2 separate regions of the Zea mays genome follow, and region 1 is linked to region 2. The links are chromatin contacts, called in public Hi-C maps. All regions are on one chromosome and are shown on one strand. Each heading gives the region's core, a stretch centred on a gene start, on an enhancer-like site or on the middle of the called end of the contact. The rest is flanking DNA. Distances are from core to core; before and after follow the strand shown. Region 1 holds the start of LOC100193029. Region 2 holds the start of MNB1B (DNA-binding protein MNB1B).

Region 1 (5,140 bases), core at 2,058-4,557, 330 kb before region 2:
AGGGTAGTGCGGTGCCCTCAGCCCAAATAGCATCTGTTACTGTGTCAGGAAGAGGACGGTGCTCTCGATGTCTCTCCATTAAGTACACAGCAATACAAAATTCCTTGAAAGATAGCATCCCATCCTTATCCTGGTCGGACAAATCCCACACCTTCCTTAAGACATCTGTAGGTGGAGAGGCAGATTCTTTTTAGGAACTTTTGAAGTAAGAGGAATTGAAACAGAAATCATTCACAGTAGAGGAACAAGATAGTAAATATGTAACACTCTAGGGCAACTTTGACATTGATAAGACAAGTTGTAAATTGAAATAAGGAATAACATAGTATTGCGGTAATGCTCCGAGACACTCGATTCCCACATATAATTCACAGCAAATAGAAAACATGGATCCAATGATATGCGAAACAATATGTCAAATAAATGTGATGCTAGTAAAGAGAAAAATAACTGAGCAACAATGTATACATGTATTGACACAAGTAGTAGCATGCAACCAGTTTGGAACGAATTTGGTATCCACAAAAACTAAGGATACATCTAATAAATCATCTAAAATACATGTTTCGCAGCAAAAAACAATGGTATGAGAAAAACTACAAAACAATAAATGGCCATCTAAAACTAGCAATTCTTATTTCACAAGTGTATTGATTTGTCTGCAGGTTAAACAATACTTTAATTACTGATACGTAATTTGTAGAATCAGCAGCAGGACAAAAAAAAATAGCGTGCAAGGGCTATGTTGTGGTATCTAGAGAAGGCAGAGTAAGTATAAACTATAAAGATATGTGATGTACCTCTTGGAAGCCTCCAACTTAAAAATAGATTCCTTGCCTCTTCACCAGTGATTTTCCCATCACGATCCCTGTCTACCTTGATAAATACAATCATGTATTTTCTGACATCTACTTGAGTGATTTTCGGCCATGGTGCCTGAGGCTGGCTTGGGCTTGAAGGAATTTGTCCAGTGGGAATATTTGAACTCACTGGTCCTGGAGCACTTGGTGTAGCATTAAATTGTTGTTGCCTCGGAGGTGGCTGATTGTGTGGCAACTGGCTAGTATGAGGAGAAAGCGAGGATATACTCTGCACAGGACCAGCCTGCATTGGCTTAGGAGGGTGATGATGTCCAGCAGCTGAGGCAGGAGGGGTAGAGCTGAGCAGATTGTTTGGAACGTTGGGGGGAAAAGGTGAACCCTGTTCTGGTCGTGGAGTTGCAGAGAAAGGGTCAGCACCAAAAGTTGAGTTTGACGACAATCCATTACCCAATGGCACCAACGCCTTGGAGTCATTGACTGATGGTTGGGAAGACATCACGTTCAAATTTGTTGAAATTGCATTGACACCTGGTGTATGAGAATTGTAGCCTGGTACAGGAGCTGAATTCTGCACTGAGATTCCCGCACTGCTAAGGTTGGCCTGTGGAGAAATACCTCTTGTTGGAGTTTGTGAAGTTGCACCCAACGGACTTGCACTTCTCTTACCACTGAACCAATCAGTTGCTAGACTTGGTGTGGTTGAGCTAGTATGGTTTATCCCAGTGGGACCACTTCCTACGGGTGGCCTTGAGGCAACTCCCTGACCATGAGCAGGGGGCGCAGTGTTTGCATTTGGAGGTTGTGGTGGCCTGACTTGTGGATTTGACGATATACCAGGAAGCCCTTGTGTCCCTCTTACGACAGGAGTCTGCTGAACAGGACCTGGTGCTTGAGTGGCATTCGGGAGGTTAGCTACGCTACTTGCCTGAGGAGCAGCTGTAGAAACATTTATCCGAGGAGCAGGGATTTTCGCAGCAGCTGGGCCGAATAATGCTGATCTAACAATATCAGGTGTCAATTCTCGGCCGCTCTGAGCTACTGTGACAAGTTTGAGTGCATTGAAGAAGTCTTCACGCCCAAGAAAACCAGACCGGTTTTTATCAGCATACGTCCAAATCTGAACCGGAGAAGAGAAAAATACAAAGCTATGAGTGGAAGTAAACAGAAATGAAGTGTGCGCAGTTCAATAGTGTTTGAGTTACTAATAATAATAACAGCATCCCAATAGATTGCATTTTGCAAATAAATAAATAAATAAATAAACCACGATTGATTGCAGAGTAGATTCGGATAGCAGAAGTGAAATGTGCAGGTCTGCTGGGGTCCAAATAGGGATGGATCCAGATACTTATTCAGATATTAATTTTTTGGTCTTCTTTCTTCGATTGCGAACGAATGTAAATTTATATTCTTGTTTTCAGCAATGAGCTAATTAAGATTCATAAAAAGTAAACCCCAAAATTGTTCTATATATTTTTAAATAATTGATATAAAATTTGGATACAGATATGAATTCGGATTCGAATGTTTTTTCACCTTTTACATCGTAGTGAGAAAATAATGCAAAAAAATATATACAAAATTTTATTCTTGTCTTCTATAATATTCTTAACAACATGACTAAAATTTAGCACTAAATTATATTTATATATATATATATATATATGTTAAGATATAAAAATTGTCATATAATTCGGATGTTTAGGATCCATCCCTGGGTCCAACGAACGGGCTAAACGTAATCTTGTACTCCGCTCAGATTGGATCCTAAATGCAAATTAGGCTCATGGCGCTCAAATGGAAAGCCCCAATCTGTGGCCTAAACCTTGGTTCCCGACACTTGGTACTAAGCAAGCAAGCACAACCGTTGAAACCCCACTCGGTGTTCCAAGCTTGGATGAGCGAACCTTGGTATTACAGAAACATGACAAGCAAAGTGCGAGCTAGAGTGCCTAATTACACAGCTGGATCAAGGCAGGAGTAGCAGGACACATTTAAGCATGAGCACTGAAAAGTAACTTAAGGTTGATTCCTTGGGAAGTAGTGGGATACAGCGACATCCATCCATAAACCAAAATGAGCAACGCGGGATCCAGAATCTCGGCTCCCGTAGCCCAAGGGAGCTCGAAATTCCGACCGAGCAACTAGGCCGCACCGACCAGGCACCCTGCGATTCGAACCGCACGGGGGGTGGCTGGACTGCACAGATCGCCGTGGTAGGAGCGGCGCGGCGCTGGGGAGGAGAGAGAGGAGATCTGAGGACCACCTGCGCGAGGACGGGCTGGGGCAGGCCGGAGCCCTTGAAGAAGGCGACGGCCTCCTGGCCGCTGATCCGGCCGTCGCGGTCCAGATCTGCGGCGCGGAAGTAGGCGTCGAAGGCCGCCTCCATCGCCCCCCGGGCGTGGGCGATTGGGCGGTGGGTGTCGCCGGCGGCGAGGGCCACCGGCCCGGCGAGATCGGGGGCGCGGCCGCGGGGGAGTGTGCGCGGGTCGGCGTGCGGTGCGGGTGCCTCCGACTCCGATGGTTGTCTTGTGCCCGTCCCGTCCGGAGATGTGTTGGCCTTGGTTTTCTACCTCAGGGACCTTTCTGTAAAACTGCCCGTACAAGTGCTTAGTGCTAACCATCTTCTACTCTCTTGACGGTGGCGAACTGACGACCAGCCTTCTTGAGGGAGTTAGTGATTTTAACAACCAAACTCAAGTGTAAAATGTTCATCTTGGAGGTGGTTGTGGGATAATGTATGTATGTACCATAGCTGACAGCTGTACAATGGACTGTGCTAGTACTAGTAGTGGGGATGAGAGAGCTTCACCTAATCTCTCACACACACAACACAAAGCTAGTGGGTGTTTATGATTGCTCTAAGTTCCAGCATGTTGTAGTTTATAATCTAAATTTAAATGTTTTTAAAAAATATGAAGGAATGACTTATTTAGATGTCTTTTAAGGGTTTGCAACTCCCAACTCCATGATTTTCTAGAACATCTAATAATTTGCTTCACTAACTCCACCAAAATTTCCGGAGCGGGGGACATCTCAAACAGTGCGTCGGTAACTAACAGTTAAAAGCTACTATATACTCCCTCTGTTTTCACATGATTTAGTCGTTTTAGATTGGTTCTAAGTCAAGCTATTTTAAATTTAACCAACAATATATAAGATTAAATTATTTTATGCTAGAAGAATAAGATATTATGGCAGTTCAAGTCATGATAAGTCTAACAACTTTACTTTTATGTTGTAAAAAATTTTTCGATATAACCGGTCGAAGTTAATAATGATTGACTTAAGATAAATTCAAAACAACTAAATTATACAGACGGATGGAGTAGTAGAGTTAACCTGAAATTCACAAAGATTATATAACGACGATGAGGTGATAGAACACCATCCATGTGGTTTTTGGGACCCACTGGCGTTGTCAATTTAACTCGCATGTGAGCAACCCGCGGACAGACTACCACAGTGTCTCTGCAAATCAAAAAGGGAAAAGGAAAAGAAGCACATGTCGCGGTGGGTGTACGTACGGTACTCGATCCGAGGCGTTTGTTTTTGTCCACATGAACACGTTTTTTTCTTTTCTTTTCTTTTGTCCTAGATTAATATGACGCTTCATACACCTCGCATTTCAACCTACATGAGGGCAGCTTCAGTTTCAGTTCATTAGTGGATTTTGTCAGCTTGGCTTAAACATATCGAGTAAGGTGTTTTATTTTGCTTATGCGGAAGCGATTCGTTTATTTGATGGCAATTCCAGATTATACGTACAAAAATTATTATCTTTTCGTTAACATATATATTATTGCGTGCAACACTGGTCGTTGGTCGTATATTATTGCGCCAGCATCCCACATCTTATCCATGCTCCACTTCAATTTAGCGTAATACTTGGTCAAACATAAGATAATTTGTCTTGTTTTTTTTGTCAAACATGAGATAATCTGTAATTTCCTGGAGAAAACTAGAACGTCATTTTGTTCAGACAGAGGGAGTAGCAATCATGTAGGAGTATGCATCATCTGTGCTAGATCCACCAGCAGCAGCAGCAGAAGAGAGAAAAAATCTAGGTGCACCTGTGGCCACCAGGTCCACCACCATCACTCATGCTTGCCATACCAGCAACAGTACCCATGCTGCTCCCAACTTTCCTATCACCACCAGGTTATCACAAGTCAACTGAATTCTGGTACTAGCTAAGCTAGGCATGGTGTCTTCTCCAGCCACACCATGGTGCTGGCATCAAACACAGACAAACACTCAACTGAATTCTGGTAATCTGGTTACACATGGTGCAGGTGCCACAACATGCAGGGCGCCCT
Region 2 (5,256 bases), core at 119-2,618:
TGTTAAGAAACCATAACGGAGGGTTATATGAGCAAATACCACTTATACCTCTAAGGGTCTCTTGTCTTTATATAAAGGAACATGTACCCTCATAATTTAGGACAAAGGCTCAACCAAACATCTCGTGTCTCGTGTGTTCCTCTGCCATGCTTTTGGGAAAGGAGATAAATCTTCAACATCTTCTCGTGTCTAAACTGCTGATGGGTGGAAAGAAACAGATCTAATGGTCCGTGATAACGTAGCTCTCAACAAGAGTGATATATATGCTCAGACCGTCCCGTCTCTGCAAAAACAGCTCCAAAGTTGAGCGAGAAAGGAAGCAGTCCGAACGGTAGTCAACACGTGAGCCACTGAGCTGGGCCTGAGCACTTTTGTCTTGAATGGGCTGGTATGGGCCTATCGGGTGTAGTGCACGTTTCTAATGGGCTTTGTTGTGTTTATTTGCTGTAAAGAAGATGACGCGCCACATCATTATGATTGTACAGGCAAATCATATATGTTCATTCATTGGTCTATTATTTGGTACATGTTGCTGCAATCAAAAAGATACAAATGTACATGGTTTAGCATGTGTAGTTTTTTTTTGTGTGCGAGAAGTGGGCAGTACGGCTAATGCATATTGCTGTACATATTTGCATGGATCCAACAAAACATTTTTACACCATTCTGTTAGGCCATGTTTAGAACACGAGAACTTTTTCCTTAATCCTAGAGCCCTTTTCCCTTTTTGAAATTAAACTGGTTCATTAGAGATGCTACTATATGACTAATGTATTCCGAATGAGACCATTAGATTTGCGCTCACAGAAAACACGGCAAGAAGCACACCCACACCACACACAGCACAAACACACGCGCCAGGCTCTAGCCAACCATGCGCGCTCTCGCGGATCGGTGACGTGGCAGCCCACCACCCCCTGCCGCCGGAAAATATCTGCCTCCGTGCCACTGCGCACGGGCCCCGCCCGTCAGCCATGTGATCCGCGCGGCACATGCACACACCCCTCCGCCCTGCCCAAATTTTCCAAAATCCCGCCACAGCCCCTGCGACGCCGCTTTTGCGCGGAGGACCCCGGGCGTCCCGAAACCGCGAGCACGCCCCTCCGCCACTCGTACGCGGGTGGCCGCAGCCCTAGCCGTCGTAGCCGATCACAGGATGACAACCGGGTCCCGCGATTGTCTGGCCCCGCGGGACAGTGGGCAATGTGCCCGTGGTTGCGGTGAGAAAAGGTCCCGGCCGGTACGGGAATTCAAATTGGGAGGCGGGTGCGGGCCCTCGCTGCGCGGGCAGAATCGCTGATATGCCCTTGGGCCACGCCTTCCTTCTTATCCCCTGCGCCTGCCCTCCCCTCCTGCAGCGCCCGTCGCCTCCCTTTCCCCTTCCCTCCCTCCCTCTCCCCGCGGGCCGCCAGAGGCAATTTCGCCCTCGATTCGACCCCGATTCGTCCGCCCGCGACCGGGATTCCCTCCGCCAAGCGCGGATCTGAACGCTGCGCTCCGTGTCGCCGCTCGAATCCGCCATGAAGGGGGCCAAATCCAAGGGCGCCGCCAAGGCCGATGCCAAGTAAGAAAAACGAATCTCCGGTTCTCTTCTTCCTTGTTCGTCCCGTGGATCTGTTCCGTGGCGTCCGAAGCATTCGATTTCTGTTATTATGACATCCGCCGCCGCGAGTAGATTTTGACCTTTTTTTTTCCCGTCGTCGTTGTTTTGCTGTCGCTGTCTCTGTCGTCGTCGTCGTCGACTCGATTGCTTTGGCATCTGCAGGCTGGCGGTGAAGAGCAAGGGGGCGGAGAAGCCCGCCAAGGGCAGGAAAGGGAAGGCCGGCAAGGACCCCAACAAGCCTAAGAGGGCTCCCAGCGCTTTCTTCGTGTTCATGTGAGATGCGACTTTTTTCGTCGTCTCTTTTTTTTTGCTATATACTTATTTCTGGATGCGACTGTTGATTCGATCTATTTTTGGATGCCTTTTTATACAGGGAGGAATTTCGCAAGGAGTTCAAGGAGAAGAACCCTAAGAACAAGTCTGTCGCTGCGGTAAGAACCCTGAGAGCTGCTTTATGACCGGCCCCATATTATTACTATCTACTTTGACTTTTCCCTTAATGACGACTTATTATTTAATTTACTCGTCACGATTCCCCTCTCCTGGTCGAACTTTTCAGGTGGGGAAAGCTGCTGGCGACAGGTGGAAATCCCTGAGCGAGTCGGTAAGCTCCATCTTCTGTACTAAAGTAGTAGTTGATTGGACTAGAAATCTCGTGCTGATTAATTGTTTTACGCGTGCGTTTGTGTGGATTGTAGGACAAGGCTCCCTATGTAGCCAAGGCTAACAAGCTCAAGCTCGAGTACAACAAGGCCATCGCTGCCTACAACAAGGGCGAGGTAGGGAAACTGATGCTTCAATTGCGTTGTTACTTAATGTGTATATAGACTGCTCCTGCTGGTCATTTATTCAAATACGTATGCTTACTGAACCATGTGTTGTTTGTTCAGAGCACTGCAGCTAAGAAGGCTCCTGCCAAGGAGGAAGAGGAGGAAGATGAAGAGGAGTCTGACAAGTCCAAGTCGGAGGTCAATGACGAGGATGATGAAGAGGGTAGTGAGGAGGTATACAAAATCTATTCCTGTCTTCTCCATATTTTTTCCTTAGACAAAATACCAATTAATCCAGGATACATAGCATGTTCATGCATTAAGCAAGTTGCTAAATTTATCTTCGACCACAATGTAGACCTAGTAGTATTGTATTGGATTCCATCAATGCAAAACATATGCAGATTTGCATATGCAACCCTCTTTTGCAAGTCCTCAATATGAGCATTTGTTTGGAACACGGTGCATTGGCCTTAGGAAGTCTTTAAAAATATGTCTTCCCTCTGCTTGCAGGATGAAGATGATGACGAGTGATGGAGCTCCTCGAGACAATGGACCGTGCTTCATCCAACAATGGAGCGGCTACACAAGGCCCCGTGGCGATCACAAAAAAGGAGCCTATATCCATGTACTAGAATTATTCAGTTTCACTCCACATCGTGATGTTTTATTTTTACTTTTGTCGTGCTATAACGGATAGCGCTCCTCGTTGGCGCCACTGGCGGGTGGTTCTGCCTCTGGTCTGGTGTGTTTGTGTGTGGTCACACTTGCCAGCCAGCAGAGGCGCCTGCTTGTACCTAGATTACTGTTTCCATTGTCGTCATCATCGGCTAACATTGTCATAATGTCAGTTTGGGTAATGTTAGATTAAGTAATTATTGTGTTCTGTATTCTTGTTTGTTGCCCTTCTTTTGTGTGTTTTTGTTATTGTTGGTCTGTTTCCATTGTTGTTGCTTTGGCATTGTCAGTGCCCGCCAGCCCTGAAAATTGCCGTTTGGGTGGGTTTGCGTGTACTTCGTATTATGATGTTGGGCTGCACATTGTAGCTGGGAATGTTTGCCAAAAAATGGAATGGGCATGCGGTGGTTGTTGGTGGAATGGAATATGCATAAGAAACGTTCTGATGGTTGCCCACGCGGTGGTGGCTTGTTCATGTCTGTTCGCTGAGATTTGAATGCTTGGTTTTATAGGGCAATGTGATCTTGTGCTCCTACTGATCAAGGCAGGGCCATGCGTGTTCTCCTGCCCACCTACCAGCTGAGCATGTGTGCAGTCAGCACCCACTGCAGGCCCAACGTTTTTACACTCACCCAGATATGATCTTGGTTTTGATCAGATCTGCCGACGAAAACACCAAATTCTGAGTAGAGATTAGAGAAGGCAGCAGCATGGCATGGTAGCCTTCGTTTTGTATTTGTTTCATGCTTCGAACGCCAGCGCCCTTGCCTACTCCAGTACTGGGGTGAAGCTCATCCAAATTCCCAGCTAAGAATCAACACGACTTCTTATGTAAGCACAAAATTACATATTGTAATTATATGTTGATGAGGCGACTAAGACATACCCCAAGATTTGTTTTTTAGGCTTCAAAACCAAAAATCTCCTGTCCAACAGCATCCCCAACTTCCTCCAAAATTTCCAACATCCTGCAGCCCCGTTCAGCAGCGAATTTTCGCGACGCTAATTCCTTTCCCAATCCATCGACGTGTGCGCTTCGCTAGACTTTTTCGCGTTCTCCCGTATTTCCCATGTTTTTTTCACCCGTGCGCTCCACATGTGGTGCAGTGCAGTGCAGAGGAAATCCACGTTCCTGTTCGGCGAAGCCGCTTCACATGTTTCGTCGCCCGGGAATCACCCTCGTCTTCATTGAATGCAGCTGTAAGCGGTGCGCGCTACCCCGAACACCGTCGCCCTCCCCCGTGTTGACCAATTAGACATTTTTAGATTAAATTTCAAATATAAATTATGACGAAATCAGAATAATCCAAGTATAAAGTCAAATCAGATAACGCGTACTAATCAGACATATTGGTAGATGACGTGGGTCGACAATGTCGAAGCGGCGGAGCCGATGACGTCGAAGCAACGGGGACGATGACGTCGAAGCAGCAGGGTCCACGATAAGATCGCGAGCAGTCGCGTGATTACGCTTTCCAAAAACCTTATTCACCCTCTCCTGGTGCAGAATCTCGAAGGCGAAGGGTTCCGTAGACCTACACTACCGAGCGCAGATGCATGACGGCGGTCAGAATGAAGAGAACTACGATGGCGGTGCAGTTGTGAGCAGAGACGAAAACTGGGATAATTTGATGCTGGCTGCCAGACGCCTTATATAGGGCTGAGTCCGCGATTCGATCTTCACGCGAAAGACTCACGTTCAGTTCAGATCCTTGTAGCGATTGATTAGGATTCTAAACTTAACAACCAAGCAACCAAAAAATAAAACGACAAAAGGAAGCCGCGCCCCCGCAAGGCGAGGGGCTAGATTTTGGCGGATCATTCACGCGCATATCGTGCGCCCGCGTCCTTCGCCCCGCCCCGCCCAGGCCAAGCGAGGCGAGCGACCGCCCACGCGTGTGATTCTACACACTCTCTCCTCTCAACCATGACTTGGTTAGTGAGTGTGACCTCCATATTTAAACTAGTTCTTCACTTGGACTAGCAATATGACACTATTTGTTCCACCATTCCCTAGCCATACCTATACATGGGTGAAAGTCGCCTAGAGGGGGGGTGAATAGGCGGAAACTGAAATCCACAAACTTTAAGCACAACTACAAGCCGGGGTTAGCGTTAGAAATAGATTCGAGTCCAAAAGAGGGGGCGGAAACAAATCAACCAAGAAATAAAGCGAGTGACACAATGATTTGTTTTACCAATGTT

The links. Hi-C and Micro-C count contacts between places; a contact is called where the count stands out from the background.
Region 1: a contact with region 2 is called in a Hi-C map of bundle sheath, with 3 times the contacts expected there. The contact joins the promoter of LOC100193029 here to the promoter of MNB1B in region 2. A contact is called at or near these places in 6 of 25 Hi-C or Micro-C datasets (bundle sheath, ear, endosperm and 2 more).

What each region holds. Positions count from the first base shown.
Region 1 is chr5:66,027,385-66,032,524 of Zm-B73-REFERENCE-NAM-5.0, reverse strand. It overlaps LOC100193029, which reads right to left and starts at 3,307. Exons shown (of 13, transcript NM_001347132.1): 1 at 3,088-3,307; 2 at 801-1,938; 3 at 1-165. The coding sequence starts at 3,210.
Region 2 is chr5:65,693,008-65,698,263 of Zm-B73-REFERENCE-NAM-5.0, reverse strand. MNB1B (DNA-binding protein MNB1B) reads left to right here and starts at 1,368. Exons shown (of 7, transcript NM_001174179.1): 1 at 1,368-1,564; 2 at 1,766-1,876; 3 at 1,977-2,034; 4 at 2,163-2,207; 5 at 2,302-2,382; 6 at 2,494-2,607; 7 at 2,887-3,469. The coding sequence starts at 1,521. The coding sequence ends at 2,907.